6 separate regions of the Mus musculus genome follow, and regions 1, 2, 3, 4 and 5 are each linked to region 6. A link is a contact called in public Hi-C and promoter capture Hi-C data. All regions are on one chromosome and are shown on one strand. The core of a region is the stretch at or near the end of the contact, and the rest is flanking DNA. Distances in the headings are between cores, read along the strand shown.

What was found. Promoter capture Hi-C pulls out the DNA fragments that hold promoters and counts their contacts. Hi-C and Micro-C count contacts between places; a contact is called where the count stands out from the background.
Region 1: a promoter capture Hi-C map of pre-B cells shows a contact between it and region 6, with 8 times the contacts expected there. The contact joins the promoter of Sh3bp5 here to the promoter of Wdfy4 in region 6. A contact is called at or near these places in 1 of 39 promoter capture datasets (pre-B cells) and 1 of 484 Hi-C or Micro-C datasets (B cells).
Region 2: a contact with region 6 is called in a promoter capture Hi-C map of pre-B cells, with 3 times the contacts expected there. The contact joins the promoter of Ankrd28 here to the promoter of Wdfy4 in region 6.
Region 3: a contact with region 6 is called in a Hi-C map of B cells, with 5 read pairs. The contact joins the promoter of Phf7 here to the promoter of Wdfy4 in region 6. A contact is called at or near these places in 1 of 39 promoter capture datasets (pre-B cells) and 1 of 484 Hi-C or Micro-C datasets (B cells).
Region 4: a contact with region 6 is called in a promoter capture Hi-C map of pre-B cells, with 5 times the contacts expected there. The contact joins the promoter of Capn7 here to the promoter of Wdfy4 in region 6.
Region 5: a contact with region 6 is called in a promoter capture Hi-C map of the C10 cell line, with 5 times the contacts expected there. The contact joins the promoter of Mettl6 here to the promoter of Wdfy4 in region 6. A contact is called at or near these places in 2 of 39 promoter capture datasets (the C10 cell line and pre-B cells).

Annotation. Positions count from the first base shown.
Region 1 is chr14:31,434,709-31,438,092 of GRCm38.p6, reverse strand. It overlaps Sh3bp5 (SH3-domain binding protein 5 (BTK-associated)), which reads left to right and starts at 1,993. Exons shown (of 9, transcript NM_011894.3): 1 at 1,993-2,282. The coding sequence starts at 2,136. It overlaps Gm35907 (a long non-coding RNA gene), which reads right to left and starts at 2,859. Exons shown (of 4, transcript XR_383329.4): 1 at 2,775-2,859.
Region 2 is chr14:31,828,965-31,832,651 of GRCm38.p6, reverse strand. It overlaps Ankrd28 (ankyrin repeat domain 28), which reads left to right and starts at 2,237. Exons shown (of 28, transcript NM_001024604.2): 1 at 2,237-2,325. The coding sequence starts at 2,299.
Region 3 is chr14:31,249,136-31,252,621 of GRCm38.p6, reverse strand. Phf7 (PHD finger protein 7) reads left to right here and starts at 1,307. Exons shown (of 11, transcript NM_027949.2): 1 at 1,307-1,917; 2 at 2,905-3,014. The coding sequence starts at 2,974. Bap1 (Brca1 associated protein 1) reads right to left here and starts at 1,133. Exons shown (of 17, transcript NM_027088.2): 1 at 968-1,133; 2 at 843-872; 3 at 668-722. The coding sequence starts at 1,004.
Region 4 is chr14:31,335,111-31,338,839 of GRCm38.p6, reverse strand. Capn7 (calpain 7) reads right to left here and starts at 2,202. Exons shown (of 21, transcript NM_009796.3): 1 at 1,857-2,202. The coding sequence starts at 1,958.
Region 5 is chr14:31,493,219-31,497,048 of GRCm38.p6, reverse strand. Mettl6 (methyltransferase like 6) reads left to right here and starts at 2,009. Exons shown (of 6, transcript NM_025907.4): 1 at 2,009-2,147; 2 at 3,085-3,452. The coding sequence starts at 3,228. It overlaps Eaf1 (ELL associated factor 1), which reads right to left and starts at 1,970. Exons shown (of 6, transcript NM_028932.4): 1 at 1,678-1,970. The coding sequence starts at 1,780.
Region 6 is chr14:33,183,566-33,187,367 of GRCm38.p6, reverse strand. Wdfy4 (WD repeat and FYVE domain containing 4) reads left to right here and starts at 2,302. Exons shown (of 59, transcript NM_001146022.2): 1 at 2,302-2,500.

The sequences.
Region 1 (3,384 bases), core at 744-3,243, 1.7 Mb after region 6:
ACTGTAGTTAAGCTCAAAGTGTTTAAAATGGCCACCAAGATCCCTGCCAGAAATACGCGTGCCAACCTTGAATAGCCCACAGGGTGCTGGGGAAGGGGTAGCCATCTGCTGTTTTGAGTTCTGGCTGTGTAGCTCAGGCTGGTCTAGAACTTGTGATACTCTGGGGTTTGCCTCAGGTTATGGACTGGAGGTTTTGGGTCCTGTGCTGAACTCTTAACTCCTAATAGTCTTAGGAAGTGACAAGGCCAGGAGGGTAGGAGGTCTGAGCAAATGGGACTAATATACTTCTTAAAAAAGACCTCAGAGATTTTCTAAGGCTTTCTTCCTGACATAAAAGTTTGTTGAGCAGTTGGAAGTCCACAAGCCCAGGAGGGCCCTCCTCAGAACCTGACTTTGCTGTGATTTCTGGCCTACAGAGTTAGAAGTGGGTGCCATTTAGAAACTGTGGTATTTTGACATAGCCACCCTCCCCAACAACGGTCCTTCCTTTGGAGTAGTTAGCAAACTGTTTCCTGCTGCCTGGTGGAGTTACTCCTGTATGTCTGAGAACTTGTAATATAAAGGGTTTGTCACTCTGTGCGTGTGGTACACCTTGGTGGCAGCATCGGGGATGGGTGTGTGTGTGTGCACCAGCCGGGCAGTGGTGACACATGCATTTAATCCCAACACTAGAGACAGCCAGGTGGATCTCTAAGCTCCAGGCTAGCCTGGTCTACAGAGCAAGTTCTAGGACAGCCAGGGCTACACAGAAAACTCTGTCTCCTCCCCATCCCACCAAGGAAGCCAAAATGGTGGTGTGTGTGTCTATAATCTCAGTGCTTCAGAACCAGAGGCAGTGTGACTATATATACAGTGTTAGCTGTATAGTGAGCTCTACAGGAGGAGTGCCTGATTAAAAATGCAGCACATGGGAGTCTACCTTTGGAAAATCAGAAGGTCGAGGCCAGTCTGAGCTGATAAGAGCTTGACACCAGCCTGGGCCGAGGTTGTTTCAAACAAACAAAATGAGTGAGTGGGAAGTCAGTAGACAGACCTAATACGGGAAACTGTTGGAAGGGAACACAGGGTCAGGCTTTTCCAGAGGGGAGATTGAAGCACGGGAGGCCTGTGGTACACGTGAGATTCTCTGGTACTGGCTTTGAAGAAGACTGACCAGTTGAGAAAGAGGACAGATACCCCTTTGCTTTGCTTCTGAGGTGGGGGAAAAGGCAGGATCACAGGCTCCGAGAACAACTCTCTCAAGCAAAGCTGTCCTCCAAACTCCCTCTACAAAGTATCCACTTTGCTCAGGGCATCTGACCAGGTAGTCCCTGACCTCACAGTGGCCCTAGCACCTGTAAACGTTCAGAGAAACCTGTCCACTGTTAGCCCTTTTGTGATGCCCAGTTGGCTAGGCAAGCTCTAGCTTGGTGATGTTGGGCAGAACCACATAGTTCCTACACTGGGCAAGCTTTGCCACGAGCAAGCAGGGCAATCTCTTTAAAAAGCCGCCCGATCCATAGATTTCCCCCCCCGCCCCCCCCAGCTCCATGGGCTCTTCGTGCATTCAGAATATCCAGGAAAGCCCTAAGAGCTCATGCCTTCGCTTGCCGAGCTTTGCCCAGCAGACTCCAGGCTATGATGTCCACTCGGTGGCTGGACCTGGCTAGCCATCCTCTGTCTGCTGTACAGACAAGATTAGGGTAGAGTTCCCTTTTCTGTGACTCCAAATAGACACAAAGGTAGCTTTGAAGAATGGAAATCACCCGAACTTTCCTTCTGTGCCTTGATCTGCTTCACTGGAGGCAGGAGGAAACTACCTTAAGGCGGCCCACGCTCGGGCTGGTGAGCCACTGGGCGGCACCTCTCCTAGTGGCCATGGCCGGGACTCCAGTGCACTGGGCTTTTTGTGACAGAGTGTCGGGTGACACAGGCTATCACGGCGGCCTGGGCAAAGTGGGTGCGGTGTACTGCGGGCCGCTGCAGACAGGGGGCAGCCGCGCCCACTTCCTCTGCCACTCCGCACTCGCCGGCGGAGCACCCGGGGTGGCAGCGCTGCGCGCTCAGACCTACCCGGCTGCGGCGAGGTGGCCCTCGGTGCGTCCGGATCCCACCGTGCGCTTTGCGACCCGGCTGCGGCGCGTTCGGCTGCCCGCATGGACACGGCGCTGAAACGGAGCCGCTCTGACGAGCCGGCGGAGCTCCCGCCGCCTGCCCGGGAGGTGGAGGAGAAAGAGGAGGAGGAAGAGAGGATGGAACAGGGCCTGGAGGAGGAGGAGGAAGAGGTGGACCCCCGGATCCAGGTAGGACGCGTGACAGGAGCCCACAGCCGCACCCCACCAGGGCTACCGTGGAAGTCGGCATCTAACGCAGACACATGCCTTACAGCCTCGCGTGTTCGCGGTCGCGGGGTGGGGGCTGCCTAAATTCAGGATCTTCACCAAGGGTTGGAACACCCCATTTCACGGTCTCCCTGCGGAAGGCTTCGGTGCCCGCGTGAACGCGGCCTGATTATTGCGGGGATCCCTGCAGACCCTCGGCCCAACCCGAGGGTCCCTACTACACGACCAGCTGTTCAGGCGGATTGCAACAAAGGAAAAAGGGGGCGGGGGCCCCGAGCGGAGTCGGGGTACCTCAGCGCCACGCTTGGAGCACTGCACAGCCTCGGGGCTGCAGCGCAGCGTTATCCCACCTGCGTGGATGCAGACATCGTGGTGGGCGAGCAGGGCAAGGTGGCTGTCGCTTGCCCCTGTAGTGTGGGCTGCACCGGTGTGGGGTGCCTCGTGAGCCCTCACCTGGCCTGGGCTGCCGTCCTCTTCATTGTCAACACATGGTGGGCGTCGTTGCCGTTGCCACCGTTGGCACTGTGTTGCACTTGGCCTGAGACTGTTTAAAACCCTCCTTTTCCTTGTGAGGTCAGTGTGAACGTCCACCAGGGACAGCTGCTGCGCAAAGCCGACGCGTGGAGGCAGGGAAAGCAGAGAATGCCTGGCTTTCTGTGCCTCCATTTCCAGGAGAGAGAGTTAAAAAACAATTTCCAGGAGTGACAGCTTAACCTCTTCACCTTCCTAAGCACAAAGCAAATTCCTTTTCATGACCCGTTTTGTACCCTTTCCATAAATCATTTTTTAAAAAATAGCTATTAAACATACTTTGCAATTTCTGGATCCATAATTGGTTTTAAGTGCACAGATAAAGAAAAAAAAAGAGCCTGCTTTAAATTCATCAGTTTGGCTTAAATTAATTATTTTGTCAAGTCAATACACTAAAGATCAGTAAGAAAACCTCCTCATTGGTTATTCTGTTAATTCGGGCCCTGGGCTTGGATTACAGAATCTTGTGGATTTGGTGTGGAATTTTGTTAGCAAGACCTTTGTTCACAGAGCAAAGATGAGCTGAACGAGG
Region 2 (3,687 bases), core at 988-3,487, 1.4 Mb after region 6:
ACTACCTTGATTGACTGTGTGATATGAGTAGGCTGTGTAATATGCCTAACCTTTCTTCTTAATAAACAGTAAGACACACAAGATGTTAAAGTGTTCAAGATGGAGAAAGGTGAGCCCACCTAGTACTGAAACAACCTTTGCAGCAAGATCACACCCTCTCTAATGCAGAGATGGAATGCTGTAAGATACTTTAATCAATTACTCTTCATTAGGAAATTTTATCACCTCAATCCTAATACACTGAAATACACATTTGGTCCACTATCTCAACCCATACCCTCTAAACCGCTTGCTTGCTACCCAAAATCAGTTTGTTCTGTGTTCCAAATCAAGTACCTGTTGTGCTTTTAAATCCTAGAACTTTAACCCAGAGGAGAGCATGCTGAGGCTGTGTGTTTGTTCAGTCGTATTAATTGCTGAGTCAACATCCAGTGTTAAACAGGCATACATGTAGAAGAGAGTAAATCTTTCATCCTCGAGGAAGGCAAAACTCGATTGGCTGTAGCACATGGACAATTATAATCACAAAATATTTTAGTAATGTTGTCATAACACCTTTGTTTTGGAGAAGTCAAAGTCTTTCATACTGCTAATTCATTCACCTTCAGTGCACTGATAAAGAGACATGGGGTGACAGAATTCTCATTTCATCGGCCAGAGTTGATGCAGAAAGAAATTAGGCACTGAAGAAAATGCAAAGCAAGAATCATTTTTTTTTTTCTGGCTAAGCCTCTTCCATCAGTTATGAGAATTCCTCCATTTTAAAGTAGCAAATACCAACCATGGTAAAAATGTAATTTTAGAAAAGCAATTGTTTCAGCAGAATTATGGCATAGTTATGTTAAGAGATATCAGAAGGCTCTTAGTGCATTTGATCTTGCACTTTGATATTTTCTGTTCTTATGGGGCTAAAGAGTTGTTTTTAATAATAGCATTATAATAAACTGACAGTCCTGGCACTGATCCCCATTTTTCTAGACTGCCATTAGGCTCAAATCGATTCTCTAAATAAAGTCTGTCCCAAGAGACACACCAATGCAGGGAAAAGATGAGGTTTGGTTTTGTTTTTTAAACCAACCCGATATCTCACGTTTGTGTTCTAACCATCTGTACCTTTTATTAATCAGGGGCTGGAGCCGCCCAGGCTGACAGACACAGGAGAACAACAATCTTCTCCCACACAAGCCTGGAATGGTAACAGTGTGCGGCTGCCTAAGAAAGAAAAGCCTTTTCTGAGCTGTGGGTTGGCGTGGGTGTGTGTGCCAGGGCGAGGGAGTCATTCCTCTTCTCCATCCAAGGATGCTATTTATTGAAAATCCTGCACATCTTTTTGAAAAAATTGATTTCTTTCAAGTGGGAGGCAAAAACCCTTTTGATGATAAAGAAGAAAGGGGGAAAAAAAACACATGCAAGATTGAAAGGGGCGCTTTGGAGAGAAATGTTCCGCGGTCACAACCTGTTCAGGCTATGAAGACCACACCCTTCAGTCTCGCGTGCCAGCAGTCCCCCGGTGACCACGTCTCCCCCAAAGCCCGCGGAGACATTCTCACTCTCGCTCCACGTGCGAGTCCGGTTCCCCGCTGCCCTCGCTACTCTGTTGAAAGCAGCATCGGCCCGGAGGTCTCCCTGGCTCGCACCGGCTCCGGCTGCCTTCTCCGCACCTGACTGAGCTGAGCTTGTGCACGCCACCTCCACGTGCCATCCCGGGCCGTTACCCGGTACCCAGTTTCCGTCCCTCCCCACCTCCAGTCCGGGCTCCGCCCACCGCGCCCGGGGCGCGCGCCCAGACGCCCCGCCACCTGGCCCGCCCGCTCCGCGCGCCGCCGCTTCCTGTGCCCCGCCCCTCCCTCCGCGGAGAGGCGGAGCCCGGGAGCGAGCGAGCGCGGTGGCGTGGCCAATGGGCGCTCGGCTTACTCTGGCCTCTCCCCCGCGCGGCCGCCAATCGCGGCGGGCGGTGGTGGTAATATTGTGGAGTGGAGTTTGGATGCCGCCGCGGCCGCGGGCTGGAGCGGCGCGGCGGCGGGGGCTGCTGGGGTATTTCGGGAAGGGGGTGTGAGGCGGCGGCGAAGGCGGCGGCTGCGTGTGGGAGGTGGCTGAGAGCTAGAGGGAGAGAGCGAGAGAAAGGACGGAAGAAAGAGGGCGGGAGTCCTTGGAGGAGGCGGGACCGGCGGGGCTCTTCGCGGCGGCGGCGGCGGCGGGCGGCCGGGGAGGCGGCGCCGCCCCCTGCCCGCGCTCTCTTCAACGTAGCCGGCCACCTACCCGCCGGGCGCGGGTAGTGGCCGAACAGCGGCGACCGCCATGGCGTTCCTCAAACTCCGCGACCAGGTAGGTGAGGGGCGGCGGGGCGGGATCGCGCCACCGAGGAGTCGGAGGAGGGTGGACCAGCGGCGTGGGCCGCCCGGGCGCCCTGTCGGCGCGGTGGCAGCGAGGGAAGAGGGTGTCCCGGGTCGGCAGCCGTGCGGGCCGTCCGCCTGTCAGTGCAGCCCCAGCTCCGAGAAACCCACGTGCCGCCGGGGGATCGCGGCCGCCGCCACAGGGGCGGGTTCTGCGCTCGCCGCCCTCGCGTCCGGCGCGCTGCCGGGTAGGCGCCTCCTCTTTCCTGCCAGGTGAGGCTCGGGCCTAACAGGTGGCTTTGCGGTGCGGAGTCGGAGCGGGGCAGGCGGCGGCCGTGACCTGGGGTCACGACCTTGCCCTCGGGTTCGCTTCGCGGGGCGGTTCACGGTCCACCGCACCGTCTCTGCGGAGAGGTAGTGGCGGTCGAAAGCAAACCCACCGGTGCCGATGGATTCTGCTGGGGACTGGTTGTTACGGTGCATATTCCCAGGCTGGTTTTCTCTTGGCATATTCTGCACCATCTTGGTTTAGTTTTCCTGACTTAGGAAGAGCTTGTCAAAGAACACCTGAAGTGCTCAGAAGACTGCAGTACACTGTGGGCTGGGAAAAATAACTCTGTATCTACCAATGAAATCGCAACTATGTCTGAATGAACGCTTGTTACCCTTTTAAAAAGGCGAGAAGGTGAATTACCAGACGCTCCCCAGTGTTTGTCTCTTTTAAAGAAAAGGGAAAGTAACGAGTGGATTTTACGGAGTCGCGGGAACCTATTAATGCTTGAGTACCCCTTTTGCCATTGTTTTTCTGAATAGGAGATACTGAACAGATTTGAAGGGAAACCAATCAGAAAGTGGGCACAAGCTTAACAAAAACGATAGGGAAAAACTTAATGTTTTATGTCATTTTCTACCAATTAAAACTTAAGTTCTGAGTCTAGCTAATGTCAATTCTCACTTAAAAAGTGAATATTCTACTTAGGCTGAATGCTGACTTTTAGTATCATTTGGTATCAGCAGAATTTTAGCTGATATTAACAATAGGGCATGATACTTTGAAAAACTCTGGTTGATAAGTTTGTATTTCAAAATCTGTGAATAACTTTACTGTTCAACATGTTCCATTAGCTACACATAGAATCTTTGAGTTGATTAAAATTAAGAAAGCACAGTTTCTCAGTTGTGCTAGTCAAAAGCACACTTTTCAAAAGTGCTCACCAGCCACAGGTAGCAAAACCTTTCATTGCACAAAGTTGTCAGGAAAAAACAAAAAAATCTGTTAATAACAAGCAGAGTTCAAGCCCAGATCATCTAATTCATATGTAGTTAATACCATGAAACTCAAGATCTAGATTTT
Region 3 (3,486 bases), core at 58-2,557, 1.9 Mb after region 6:
ACTGGTGGACCTCGGCCTCCAGTCCTAGTAAAATGAGTATAGTGCGTGAACTCCCAAACCAGTTCCTTCCCTTGGAAGCAGTTAGGTTCTCTATGCCTCTATTCTATAGATTTCCAAAACAAGACTCTGAGTTTAGGTACCTAAAAAAGGCCTTCTCACACTAACCAATCAATACAGGACAACTGTGTTCAGTTTTGTTGACACATGGTCTCACTAAGTAGCGTAGGTTGGACTCAAACTCAGAGATCTGCCTGCCTCTGCCTCCCAAGCATTGGGACTAGAGGAGAGCGCCACTAATGGTCAGGACAAATGTTGTGTGGTGATTAAAGGCACAGCACATGTGGTGATGTAATTAATGGACTGTACACTTACAAAAAAGGTGCAACACTATGCAACGGAGGGTTCCGGCTGCAAAACCAGAAAGGCAGCTCAACTGTACTCCACGAGTGCTTAGGGTTAAAAGGAGGGCTACAGCTTTCTAAGGAGAAACACTGAGGAAAGACTGAGAAGAAAAGAAAAGTCCAAGAGGGCACCCACAAAGAGTGACACTTTCTTATGTGATATTTTATATAGCTCAGGTTTTCTAGTACTGCCTCCCTTGAATGGGGTACTATTCCCCTGCCCTTTCTCGGCCCTCCGGAGGTAAGGGGGCGTCCCAGCCACTCACCCCTGGCATTTACTCTGAAGGTCATAGATCTCCTCCACTTGCACCCCTTTGACACCTACGATCAGGAAAGGAGAGGTCGGCAGGGCAGTCCCAGGCTCTGCTGCGAGAACTCAAGGACCAACCCCCACATCCACACCAGCCAGGGACCGAAGGTCGTGGGTAACGGGGTTCTTACCGAAATCTTCCACCAGGAGGGTGAAGAGGCCTGGGTGGGACGACAAGAAGAGGGATTTGTCATGCAGGTGCGTCCGGGGCCCATCCGGCCTCCCCAGCCCCCGGCCCGCCGAGGCCCCTCCGTACCTGGGTCACTCTCCAGCTCCAGCCAGCCCTTATTCATCTTCCCGCGGAGCGGCCTCTCAGCGCCATGTCCAGGCCCTGCTAAACCCGCGCCGCCCCCAACCGGGAGCGCCCACCGCCCTTAGGGCTTCTCAGCCCCGCACAGACAACGGGCCGCGCCGCGTCACTCGCCCGCGCCGGACGTACAACGTCATCATCACACGACGAGCCTAACCCGGGGGCTGGTCTTCCGCCGGCCGAACGGCGGGGGCGGAGGCGGAGACAGAGGCGGGCATGCACGCGCGCGCGCGTCGAGGCGAGGGCGCGCACGTGCGGAGGGCGGGGCGGGCGCGCGGCCGTTAGCGGTCCTCGTTTTGGCCACAGTCCGCGTGACCCCATCCCCCCTCAGCACGCTCGCCTCCTTCGACGGCGCAGTCACCGCGCGGGGCGGCCGCCCGTGAAGTAGTTACCACGTCTTGTGTCAACGACTAAAGCTCCGGGACAGCGGCGCCCTCGGCGACAGCTGGGTGGGCAGCCTGGGCTGAAAGCGGTGGCCCGTAGCTTCCGTGAGAGCGAGCAGCGGAAGCAGCCTCCAGCCTGGCCTCGCCACAGCCGCCCGGCAAGGGAGCCCTGGCATGCGCGGAATGCTCCTTGAGCCCTCTTCTGACTGTTACCTTTGGGGGACGGTTGTGGCCACACTGACGTATTTTCCAAATAAATCGTTTATTCTTGCGGCGGCGGGACCGAACACGTTAATATATTTTTAATTTACCCAACACTTTTATCCAGTGATACAACTTGGTAAGCGTTTCGAGCGAGCATCCGCCGGGTTAGGAAATCGCGGACTGAGCAGCTTGCATTTGCCACGACCGTCCTCAACTGTTTTGAAGATTCCATCTTATAACTACCAGTGTGCACAGACTACTACTCAAGTAACGTCGTGTCCCAGCGATGCAAAGAACTGAAATCTCAAGGTTTATTTCTATTTTAACACAGTCGGGTTTAGCGCCAACATACTAGGAAGTAAAGTAGATCCCCGTGGGGACACGGAAAGGTTCCAACCCATCTCAGCCCATCCACGTTTAGTAAGAAAACAAACTGATGTTAGCTCTGCAACTGCATCTCCTGTGTTGGGAAAAGCTAGCGTGAAGTTTTGATGGCTTGTAAGCAGTTAGCAGTTAGAAAAGTCTGACATTCATGAAGAGATTCAGAATCGCCAGCCTTGACTTGAGGCTCTGGATACTGAAGTATAGTATATCTCTGGAGGGACCTAATTGACTGAGGTCTTTTAAGAAATGCTGTCCAAACCCGGCAGTGGTGGCGCACGCCTTTAATCCCAGCACTTGGGAGGCAGAGGCAGGCGGATTTCTGAGTTCGAGGCCAGCCTGGTCTTATAGTGAGTTCCAGGACAGTCAGGGCTACACAGAGAAACCCTGTATCGAAAAACAAAACAAAAAAAGAGATTTATTTTATGTATATGAGTACACTATAGCTGTCCTCAGATACACCATAAGAGGGCATCAGATGCCATTACAGGAGCCACCATGTGATTGCTAAGAATTGAACTCAGGACCTCTGGAAGAACAGTCAGTGCTCTTAACCATCTATCCGACCCGGTTCCAATGAGATACTGCAATGAGATAAAATTATAACACCGTAGTTGATGTCAGCTTTTGTAATCATTAAATCTCACCTAGGATCACTGATTCTGACCTTGGCCATGACGTTTATCTCTCTAACTCAGTCTCCTCAACTTGAAAATAAGGGTTATTAGTGTGCCTATTGTTAAGTGCCTAAACGGTTCTTGGAACCATTTAATCACTATTGGCCATCACTAGCATTAATATTGTCTATAACCCCTTTATCAAATGAGTTGAGAAGTATACTGTTGCTTTGATCTTGTAGAACTTGATAACCAAATGTAAAATTAAATTGCTAACCTATTTCGTTTATGTTTGTAGCTGGAAAAGCCTGCATTATCTTCATAATAGCACAGAAGAATTCTAGATAGGAAGGACAGACGGAAACGAATGAAGACTTTAAAAGAAAAAAACAAACATCCAAGATTGAGGTAGAGTAGGTGACCTGAAGGAGTTGGGGAAATTCCTTTGATACACGCTGCATTTTCTGCTTCCTTTAACATACTCTTGGGCTAGGGTTAGAGAGTGACAAAGCGTATATCAGAGCCCTTCCCCCACCCCCAAGAAGCCCTCCTCTCTTCCCAGTGCTGTCCCCAGTGGCTCAGTGGCAGCTGTGGAACTTTACTATTTAAATCTCAGTGGTGCCTGAGCTAGTACTCCTCTGAGCAGGGTTAATCTCAGAGGTGGCAGGCGGAATTCTGAGTGCCGGCTATATAGCCAGCCTAGTCTATAGAGGGAGTTCCAGGACAGCCAGGGTAGTTACACAGAGAAACCTTGTCTCAAAAGCCCAAACAAAAAAGAAATAGTACTCCCTTTTTAGAATGTTGTGTTGAACTAAACTCATGATAGTTGCCAACAGTAGTGCCTGTCACTGGAAAACAGTGCACTTCAGGGACATTTTAG
Region 4 (3,729 bases), core at 953-3,452, 1.8 Mb after region 6:
GGGCATCGGATCCCATTATAGATGGTTGTGAGCCACCATGTGGTTGCTGGGAATTGAACTCAGGGCCTGTGGAAGAGCAGCTAGTTCTCTTAACCACTGAACCATCTCTCTAGCCCCCCACCTCGATTGTTTAAAAAGTCAAATTGTTACCAACTTTATTTTACTCATTTCATATTCAAAAGTGAAAATAGAATAAGGGGCAAAAAATAAAGACAGGGTTTCAGTATGTAACCCTGGCTGGCTTGGAAACTGAAAAGTAGACCAAGCTAGCCTTAAATTTATGGAGATCCACCTGCCTCTACCTCGAAAGTGCTAGGATTACAGTAGGTAAATAGCTCTTGCTCTAGTGCGCTTGCTTGATCGCCCCCCCACCCCACCCCACCCCACTCTCATTCTGTCTCTCTCTCCTCCTAACAGGGCCTCATATGTCCTAAGCTGGCTGGTCCTTCTGACTCCTGGTTTTACACAGTGATGAAGATCGTAGCCCTCCTCACTTTCTTTTTTAACTTTCTAAAGGATGAATTTTAATTCCTAAATGACAACTTCTAAAAGGAAAAAAAAAAAGTTACATAGTATCTTTAGTTTTAGAAAAGGCTATTTACATTGAGAAAGTCTTACAATGTAGCCTAAGCCAGGTTGAATTCAGTGATCCTCTTACCTCACTGTACTGGGGGTGGGAGGGTTTAAAAGCAAATTAGTAGGTGCCACCACACTAGGCTATATGGTAGTAGTTTGCTGACTTAGAATTTGCTGAAGTTGTTTCACAAAACTACAGCAGAATTTTCTTTTAAAGAACTATCACCTGGTAGTCAGGCATGGTGGCACATTCCTGTAAATCTCAGCAATGGGAAGGCTAAGGTAAGGGGAAGACAAATTTAAAAATAGCTTCCACTATATAGCAAGAACCCCGAGAACGAGGGCGACAGGGCAGGGAGACACCGACACAGACACAACACAGACAGATACACACACACACATACACACACACTCGGGTGTGGTAGGGAGGTAGGATTGTAAAATCAAAATTAAGAAACTTAAAACGAATGATCCTAAAACAAAAGTGTCTAAATATAAGGTAGGTTTTAAAATAAAAATAGTAAAATATTAGCAGAAAGCAAACCACGCTTTACTGATAACACGTAAGCATAAGGGGGAAATTTTTACTACTTCCGTATAATCAAGGAAAAGATGCCCATATCATGACGATACAACTGGAGGGGTGTGTTTGCAAACCTTCAGGACTGGAGAACACAGGATGAACTGCGGAAGTGCATACCCTTTGACAAGCAACTGTGCTCCCCATCATCCAAAACAAGTATCACATTTTTTTTAAAAAAAAGCTCTAAGGATTTTAACTGCACTACTTCAATGCTGGAAAGCCACAACCAAATACAGAACATGCTGTAAACGTAGCACATGCAAGCAACCAAAGGTTATCTAGGTACAATGCAGAAGTGAGATGTCAAAATAGTACAAACGATATGATTCAAGTTTGGGGGTAAGAAGGCGTGTATACACACATACACTCAGAAAAACAATCATGGAGACATACATCGAATGCTAGAGTACGATGAATTTTTTTCCTAATTTACTTTTTCTTTCTACCTGGAACGTGCACTATTAGCATATTCTGACGGATTACCCAAGGTTGGCCTCACATCAAGGGTTGCATCAAGGCCAACAGACAGCGAACAGGGTGTTCACTCCCCATCCCACCTCGGCCGCCACAAGCAGCAAAGCGGCGGGCATCTGCGGCCTGACAAGCCGGACAGCCCCAGCAGGACCCCGCCCCTCCGCCTTGGGTTCCGCCAACACTCGATCGGGTGACGCGGCCGGAGCCGAGTGCTTGTCCTCACCTTGTAGTAAAACACCGCCTCAGAGTAGCGGCCTTCGTGGTCGCGCTGCACTGCCAGCCGCGCGAACTGCACGGCGTCCCGCTCCAGCGCCGACGCGTCCATGGCGCCCAAGGCCCCACGCCGGGGGAGGCAGACAGGCCCTGACGCGGAACCCCGACGCCCGGAGGCACTGCGGCGAGAACTGGGGACCCCGCGGGTGGAGTGGCAAAGTTTACTTTCGAGGGCGGCGGAAGAGATGACGGAGCCCCACTACCTCAGACCCGCCCGGAGGACTGCGAGCTCCGAGCAGCCCGGGCTCGGAGCCCTCGCGGCCGCCCCCACCCCTCGCGTCCTTGCTCCGCCCATCAGCCGCATTGCGCAGGCGCAGTCGACCCCGGCCGGGAGGGGGAGCGCTCCCGCCGAAGCAGGCGGGGCTCAAGGCGATCGTAGGTGGGCGGGGCCAGAACAATGTCCAGTGGGATTGGACAAGAGGAAGCAGGTGCCAGGGCGAAGCTGAGGGCTCCGCTTCCGCCTGCTAGAAAGAAGGTGCCAGTGCCCAGGAGGTTGTTGGAGAGAATCAGGGGATGGCTTGAAAGGAGCATGCGCGTTATGGAGCCCTTGGTCCGCTAAGTGAGAAGGGTAGGCGGAAAGAAACAATCAGTAGCACCTCGTATTGCCAACTGGTTTAATTAGAAATAAAGATATGAAATGAGGCTAGGAGGTGCTTTTGAGATGCTCTGGTAATGTTCATTTGACAAACTAAAGTATGACCTTCTACGGCTCCCCAAGGCACACCGAAGTGTATTGTTTGAATTGTCTACAAACCAGATGATGTATTTTTGACTTGTATCTTAGGGCAAGTTGAAGGTTGTAATTACATAGTAAATGGTAGTGTGGTTGCTTTCTTTTATCCCCTTAAAAGTTTGAATTCAGCAGTGATGAAAATTAACTAATGGCAAGTGCCAGAACTTGGATGAGATTCAAAATCCATGCTGTGTCAAAGTAGCAAGTCTTGACAAAATTATACACTGTATGATCCCACACATAAGAAACATTAACGCAGCATATGGTGACACATTCCTGTAAGCCAGCAGTCTGGAGGCTGTGGTAAGAGGACTGGGCCAGCATGATCTACACAGCAAAAACCCTGAACGACCCCAGGAGGCATATGTCTGTTGTAGTGGAGCACTCTCCGTGCAAACATGAACACAAATCAGCTGGAGATATTGCTAAGAGTTGATTGTGAGCCTGGCTGTGGTGCTCGCTTTTAATCCCACCACTCCAGAGGCAGAAGAAGCAAATCTCTGAGTGCTTGGCCAGCCTGGTCTTCAGAGCTCATTACAGGATAGTAGTGTGGCCACACAGAGAAAACCTGTCTCAGGGAGAGAGAGAAAAGGAGTTGAATTGATTGTGATCCAGTCTAGAGTGGTATCAGCTGTCTTCAAGCTCAAGAAAGACTCCTTAGTGATGCTCATGCTGGTGGTTCAGGATATTCATTATCAAGGTCACAATGGGGTGGATGTTACTACTGAAACTGGTCAGTGTACAGCTAAAGAGGCTGTGGTCAGCATCCCTGAGCATCATGTGTGTCTCGACCCTCCACCTTGCTTGTGCCAGCTATGAATGTCTGTCGTCCCCTTCCTCCATTCTTACAATCTCAAGCCTTAGCAATAAGATTTTCTTCATACCAATCCCCTGAAGGGGCTTTTGTTCCATGTCACCATCCCCTAGAGAAGCTCTTAGTGTTTAGTCTTGGATGGCCCCTCACAAATGAATCATGAGACAGACAAATGATCTTGCAGATGGGTAGTTACACATTTGTTTGTTTGTTCACCAATTGAAAAGTATTTGCTTATACTCACACATGCTGGGTCCTTACCTGCCAAATTTCCCA
Region 5 (3,830 bases), core at 760-3,259, 1.7 Mb after region 6:
TAAGGTAATACCAGAACTGTGTATATAAAAACTGTGTGTATAAAAGCAACACAGCAAACATTCTTTTTTTGGGGGGGGGGGGAGGAGGGTTCGAGACAGGGATTTCTCTGTATAGCCCTGGCTGTCCTGGAACTCATAGACCAGGCTGACCTCGAACTTAGAAATCTGCCTGCCTCTGCCTCCCAAGTGCTGGGATGGCGTGCAACACCTCTGCCTGCTTTCAGCAGACATTCTTAACTATAAATCCTACATAAGACACAGCAGGCCACATGAGGTTGGCCTCTTTTTGCACAGAAATGTTCTAAAATAGAACATGCCACATTCAAGTTCTCATTTTGGTGGGGGAAAAAAGTCTGGCTATGTTCAGAAGCAGACTGGCGAACTCCAGAAATTACCCTGCTTATTCTTGCAAATTACACTTACACAATAGGAACAGCCATTTTACTTCGCACCTGACTCAAACTGCAGGCCAGGAGCACATGTGCAGAATTGCACTTAAACTTACACTGCTCTTCTGTGGAGGAACAAATTAGTCAACTGGGAAATGACAATCTTATCGTTTCCCCAGTACTGTCTCTCTGCAACAGCTGAGTCTGCTGTGGGTGCAAAGCACAGATGCAGCTATGTGACAAGAGGCCACACAGAGATGGGACTTTAATATCTAACACACCCCCCTGCCTGTGTGTTGAGTCACATCGATTAGCTCCCATGACAAAGCAGGTCTTAACCCACACTAACGCTACCGGAAACCCGACGCCTGTGATTCACAGGGATGTGCTTGGTTTGGTCAGCCATGTCCTGACTCAGGACACACAGTGGCAATACCCCTTTCAGAGTCTATAATCACGTAGGAAAGGGCCCAACATAATGACTCTTTCCACATTCCTTATGCTGCCTTCTTCATTTTCCAAACATAGATCAGGCTTTAATTTATGCCAGATGCACAAACTCTAATTTTATTCTTCACCCACAAGTGAGTTGGCCCAGAAGTTAAGGTGAAGTAGGTGACATTAATCTAGCTAGGTATGGTGGATCAGGTCCATATTTTCAGCACCACAGAAGCTGAGGTAGGAGGACTGCAGCATGTTCAGCGCTGGCCTGAATTATATAGTAATTTCTAGGCCAGCATCACTAGTAAGACTGTCTCGAACAGCAACAACAACAAAATCAGTGTCATAAGCAGAGAGGAAGAAGAAACCTTATGGGTGGCACGAAGAATGCAGGTTCCCTGGCTGTGGAGGAGACCAAGAGCAAGGGGAAAGGAGCAAGGGAAGGAATGAAGTAAACGACACTCGTAGCAAACGGAAGACTTTTCCAGGGCAAGAGCCCTGATGGAAGAATTCGACAAAGAGAACGGGGACACAAGGGAGGAGAAATGGGCATCGCTACTAAAGGAGAAAAGTTTGGCTTAAGGGCTGGGAAGGGGAATTTGAAATAAAGGGGCTATGACTTTCTGAAGTGGTATTTGAGACTGTAAAGTAAAAGAATAGTTGGCAGCAATCAGAGGTTTGGTTTGGGAGAAGAGATTTCAAAGTAAAAGAGCAGATCGAAGTTCCAGAGGCTAAGGGATGAGAGGTAAGGAAAGCGACGCTTTCGAGCCGGGATTAGCCAGGGGAGTCTGGGCTTGCACGTGGCGGCCAGGGAGCCCCAAGTGAACCTGGAGGGGCGCTCACTCACAGCGAATCGTGTGGAAGGAGGCCCGCGGCCGCTTCTCGAAGCTTTCCCCTAGCCGCAGACAGTGTTCCTCCCGGTCCAGCAGCGGGTTCGCCGTGCCGTTCATGGCCTTGCACTTGCCCGGCACCCGGATTGGAGCTCTCCTCGCGCGGCCGCAGTCCCCCCGGATCCCCGCGCAAGCGGCCCGCAGGACCGCGCTCCCGGGACACCGCTCCGGAGCGCGCACTGAACCAAGTCCGCGCCCACCCGGGGCCGGAAACCAATCTACTCCGCGTCTCGAGAGACTCTGCGGAAGTAAGGCCGCTGCACTTCCGGCATTGGGGAGGGACTTCCGTCTCCCCAACGGAAATAGCGGGGGCAGTGCCATGGAGAGAGAGTTCTCCGGGACTGCTGCAGCCCACAGTTTTCTGGTCTAAGGAGGAGCCCAGGTCAGCTAGAAGATTCTGCTGCCGACGCCTGGGCTTGACTGACGGGTGAGTGCGCCCTGACCTGTTCTTTGCTGGGGACCCTGGGAGCTCAGAGCGTGGGGAACTGAGTGGACGCGAGTTTGAATGTAGGTATGAGTGTCCCTGGACATGCCCGAGACCCTAGCGGCCTGCTTTATCCGAGGGTTCAGAGAGCGATGACGGTTCTCGGGACCTCAGTCACCCTTCCCCCTACTTCGCTCCATGGTTGCGATGAGAGGATTTCAGTTCTCCTGGCCGACGACGCTTCCTTCAGTTTATGGGTACGATCAGAAACCCCGGCCTCTCCGGATCAGCTCCGTCACCTCCTTAGCCCCCCCGCGATCCCGTGTCTGTTAGGCAATCGTCTACCCGCTTTCGGTTAGGGCGGTTGTTGCCGTTGTTTTGAAGTCACGTTTCCCACGGGCACTGAACGTTGATGAGAATTTTTTTTTCTCACATTTTCTCAGTCAACTCGTGGATGCGTCCCTTTGCCCTAAGTAAACCTATTTCTTGTAGTACTTGGCTCATCTGATTTGAATTGGGAGTCCGGTCCGTGAGAGTTCTGGTCTCTGAGTGTAGTAAGCTCTATGCAGTAGAGACTGTCTTGGTCTTTATGACCTCTCCAGACCCCGGCAGGGTGTTGGGCAGAGTCAGCATCTCGGGAGTGTTAAGTGAATTGACCCCGGAGCCTTAAAGAGCCCTCCGGGAACCTCTCCCCGAGTCTTGGACTCGTTTAGAATCCAAGCTCTAGAAATAATAAAGAACGATCTAGCTTGATGAGGCCCTGGTCACCCGAGTTGGGAGGATGAGGCAAGAGGAAGTACATTCAAGGGACAGGCTGGGCTTCAGGGACAGCCCCTGGCTCAGATGAACAGGATGGGGAGAGAAGCAGGCAGGTTGTTAGAGAATCACTAGTCAGAATCAATCAGTCAACCCCCTCCCCCCCTTTCTCTTTCCTAAGTAGCATCGTATCCTGTTGGAGCTGGAAAGTCACCTGGGGAAACTGCATCAGAGAAACTCCAGTGTCTACAATCTCAGCATCGTTTGTTCAGATGGTTGAAGAACAGAGGACCTATAGCAGCATTGAATGTGTTTCCGGCAACTACAATGGCTTCTTTCCAAAGGAAAGGACTGCAAGCAAGGATTCTTAGCACTGAAGAAGAGGAGAAACTGAAAAGAGACCAAGCTTTGGTGTCTGCTTTTAAACAGCAAAAACTGGAAAAAGAGGCTCAGAAGAACTGGGACCTTTTTTATAAAAGAAACAGTACCAATTTTTTCAAGGACAGACACTGGACCACCAGAGAGTTTGAGGAGTTGAGATCATGTAGGGAGGTAGGCTGGGGTTTCTCCTGGCTCGAGCCATCTTCATTTATGATGCCTAGAAGAGAGGTCCTTTGTTACATGTAGAGAGTGCTCCCAGATGGCACCCTTAGGTGCCGTTTCTCAGGAGCTGTCTTGTTTTTTGAAACAGGGTCTCTCAGTAGACTTGGGGCACACAGATTAGCTTGGGCTAGATAGCCAGTAATCCCCAGGGAGCCTTCCTAGAATGAGATTCCAACTGTGCGGCACCACGTCCAGTTTTTTACCTGAGTGCTAGTGGTTGTGTGGCAAGCACTTTACTGACTGAGCTACCCTAAAGAAAATTAGGACGTCTGTCAGAATGTACCTATGGAGAGTTCTGATTTGTTTCAAGTATGTTTAGCAATGTCT
Region 6 (3,802 bases), core at 1,053-3,552:
TGGTACTGCAGTTCCAGCGTGTGTGAATGATGTCCATGAACTTGGCAAAGACAGATAGGATGTTGATGCTGCTGTTAAAGATGATACTGAGTCTCTGGAGAGAGAAAGCTTGAAGTCTTTGCAGTGAAACAACATCAACAAGCCCAGGCTACAGAGAATATATACCCTGACTCCAAAGCTTTAACAACAACACAACAACAATAATGATCAAAAGCATATACTTGTCAGCTATTAGGACGGTAGCCATTTTTAATCTTATTTCCATTATTTATTACATTATTACATAATGTGCAAAATTAACATACTTTATTTCGGAAATTAGCTGAAGTTACAGATGTGCTCTGCCATGCCCAATGTTTTCATGGATGCTGGGCACCCAAACTTAGACTCTCATGCTTGTACACAAAGCACTCCACGTTTCCTTCTTGTGTTCCTGCCATTTGTTTTCTTTTCTTTTATCTTTCTTTCTTATTTTTAATAGCAGAGTCTAAGTGCCATCCATGTCCTGTGGGATCATCCGCTGGAGCATGGCCAACCTGCTGAGGACCACACAGCCCAAGATAACTGACTCTCATTCCTCTAGCTGCTGTTGGCTGTCAGTAGCTCAGGGAACATCATGGAAGACAGAGAGCAAAGACTATAAGAGTCAGAGGTCACGGAGGACCAGGTATCTTTGGACACGACAGGACTGCTGTACTCATTAGCCAACAGCAGCTGTGGCTTCATGCATAAGAGTTGCTCAAGATCAAGCCAGCCAGTGTTCTATCATGGATAGAGGAAAGTCAACTGAGCCTCCATTGTCTTCTGACTTCTGTTGTTTCTGATACAGCATTCGCTTAAGTCGCCATCAAGTTGTTCCCTGTGTTTCTTTTCTTGCCCACTGTTCATTGGGTAACATTATTTTTGATGTTCATGACTTTGACCATGGAAAACCTAAGGGTGTTTCCCTTCCACATGGCAATGCCCACCTGTGGAAGGAGTCTCTCTGCTCCCCTGGTGGGTGGCTTCTGCACTGGGCCTGAGTTGTTTGCTGAGCCCGAGTGTGAAACTTTCCCCATAGGAAAAGCTGGAGTTATGGGAATGTGCATATTGTAAAGGCACAAGGCTGCAACATCCAATCAGAGATTCCTCTCTGCTCTTATAAGTGCCTGGACCCTGCCCTTTCCCCTACTGACCCACATTGTCCTGTGGGTCATCTGGGCAGAACATCACCTGCACGAATGAAGTCACCTCATCAGGAGAACACCCCACTTTCTCCTTTGTGTGTTTCTGAGCCTCACACTCCTGCAACCCCTAACCCTTGGCTTTGTCTCCCCCAGTCCCCCCTGTGCCTGGCTTATCTACAAAGACGTTTCTGATTTTCTCTAAGCTTCTGCTCCAATCTAGTCTTCTCCATCCTGTGGAGACATTAAGAACTCTGCTGGGGTCTTAGAAAGAGCCATTCTTCCATATTGGTATTCCACACACCTGCTCCCATACCTTACCATTTAGAGAAGGGAAGGCATTTAGATTTAGTTCCTAGGGATTTGAAATTAGGACTGGGAGGCTGAGGGTTAGGACGAGGAGCCATACGGACCCCAGCCTGCTGGGCACACAGCTAGTAAGCAGCAGAGGCGGAATTCAGACATGGGCACCAGGCTGTACTTTCCCTTCTGTTCCTAGGTCCCACCTGGCTCTGCTTGATCACCAAACACACAGTCTCAGGGGAGCTTTTGTGAAACCCATGTTGTCCTGCCAGTCATTGGTGAAGCAGCTCTGTCATTGGCTCCTTGGAGGGAAGGATGGGAAGGGCAGGCATCTGCTGACTTCCCACTTCTGCTTTCTCCAGGAAATGAAGAGAAACCCAGCACAAGTGATTCATAATGAAACACTGTTGTTGATGGCTGCCATGCGAGGCCAGGTCTTGGTCTGTTCCCCTGAGCTGAGCCATTGGAGGCTGGGGATAGAAGCACTCACACCATGTGACATCCGCAGGCTTTGACCACCACCCTCCAGGTACGTCTTTCTGATCTTGGATAAGAGAGATCAGCCAGGTGGGGGCTGTTTGTTGCGGTAGACTGCCCCGCTGCTTCCTGCAAAGCCAACTGTGGAGCACATGTGTGACCATCAGTACTTAGTCTGAATGCGGGGTGGCAGAGAGGAGGGACGATTGGCAGGAAGTGAGCGGTGAAGGAGGTCCTTGTGGTCAGTGCCTCTCAGCACCCTTGTCACTTGTGAGTTTTGCTGAGCTGACCAGGCACTAGATCATTCCTTACCCTCTGACCACGGGTTAAGTCCCTTCTTTAGACTCTGCTGAGAGGTAGGAGTCTGCCACAGCTGGGGAAAACTAACTCTGGCTTGTGCCACTGTCAAGGTATAGAACGGGACACTGACTGAGACGCTCCTCTCATAGCCCTGGTGTAGCTTGTGAAGGGTGGACCACCCACCCTGGCCTTCGGGGCAGCTGGGCAGACCTGGTCTTGCCCTTAGCTGGCCCCACCCTTGCCTGCCCCAGGATCTGGTAAGTAGAAGTCTCTTAAGGTGGCATTTCTTCACCTGCGTTATCACACGCAGCCTTTGAATTCCAATGTTTCTCATTAACAGCAGCATCTGGGCCACTGAGGATTGATCCCTTTCTCCTTCAAAACCCAGCTTTCAAGAACCTAATCCTTTGTCCCAGTCTTTCCGAAGTGATGACTGGGCGTTGGGTACTGTCTTTCTAGGGAATATTTCAAGTATAATTGTCTCCATTTCTATCCACTTACGTCCAATGAACTAGTAAAGAGACAAGTTACAGATGGGGCCTGTGATGCCGGTGCGGTGACATAAAGTGGGTTGGAGGAATGTGCAGGATGGACAGGGAGGGCACACATCTGCTGAGAGGACACTGAAGGAGCCCAGCCCTGCACTGTGGTTTCTGAGAATTGCTCTTAAAAGCCTTCAGGAAGGCTTGGAGGTCAGTGTGGTACCTTGCAGTGAAGGGTGTGCTGGGGGCTGGGGACTAGCCAGAGAGTTGGGTGTGGGCTCAAGTGTGGGAAAAATTCTCCTGTCTTTACATCCTTGGTGTCTGGTCTGACCTCCTATGGGCCTAAAAGAGTTTTCTTTTTTATTAAATTTTAAAAAAACCTTATTTTATTATCTTGTGTGTATAGGTGTTTAGCCTGAATGACCCTCTGTCCCAGCTTTGGGATTATTGTTTCCTTGTTTTTATTTCTGATTCCTCCACTATCTCTAAATTGTTTAATACATGTCTGGTAGTTTGAATGGGAGTGCTTTCCTTAGGCTCATATATTTTCATACTTGGTCTCTAATTGGTGGAAATGTTTGGGAAGTGTTAGGAGGTGTGGCCTTGTTGGAAAGGGTGAGTTACTGGGGGCGGGCTTTGAGGTTTCAAAAGTCCTCTCCCTTTGTTTCTAGTGAGGGCCTCTCTCTTTGCCTCTTGGATGTGATTTTTAGACTCTCAGCTGTTCCTGCCACTGTTCCTTTGCTCTGACATCATGGATTCTAATCCTCCGAACCTGTAAGCAACAGATTAAATGCTTTCTTTTGTAACTTGTCTTGGTCATGGTGTTTTATCACAGCAACGGAAAGGTAACCCAAACTATATATGGCTTTATTTTATACTTTTTTGAACTTAGCCTGAAGTTAGGCGCGCGCGCGCGCGCACACACACACACACACACACACACACACACAGAGTATACTGTATGCATGAGTGTGTGCATATGTATGCAGGTACACATACCTGTGCATGCATATGGAGAGGACAGACTTTGATATCAGATGTCTTACTCTACTGTTCTACATCTTTATCTTTGAGACA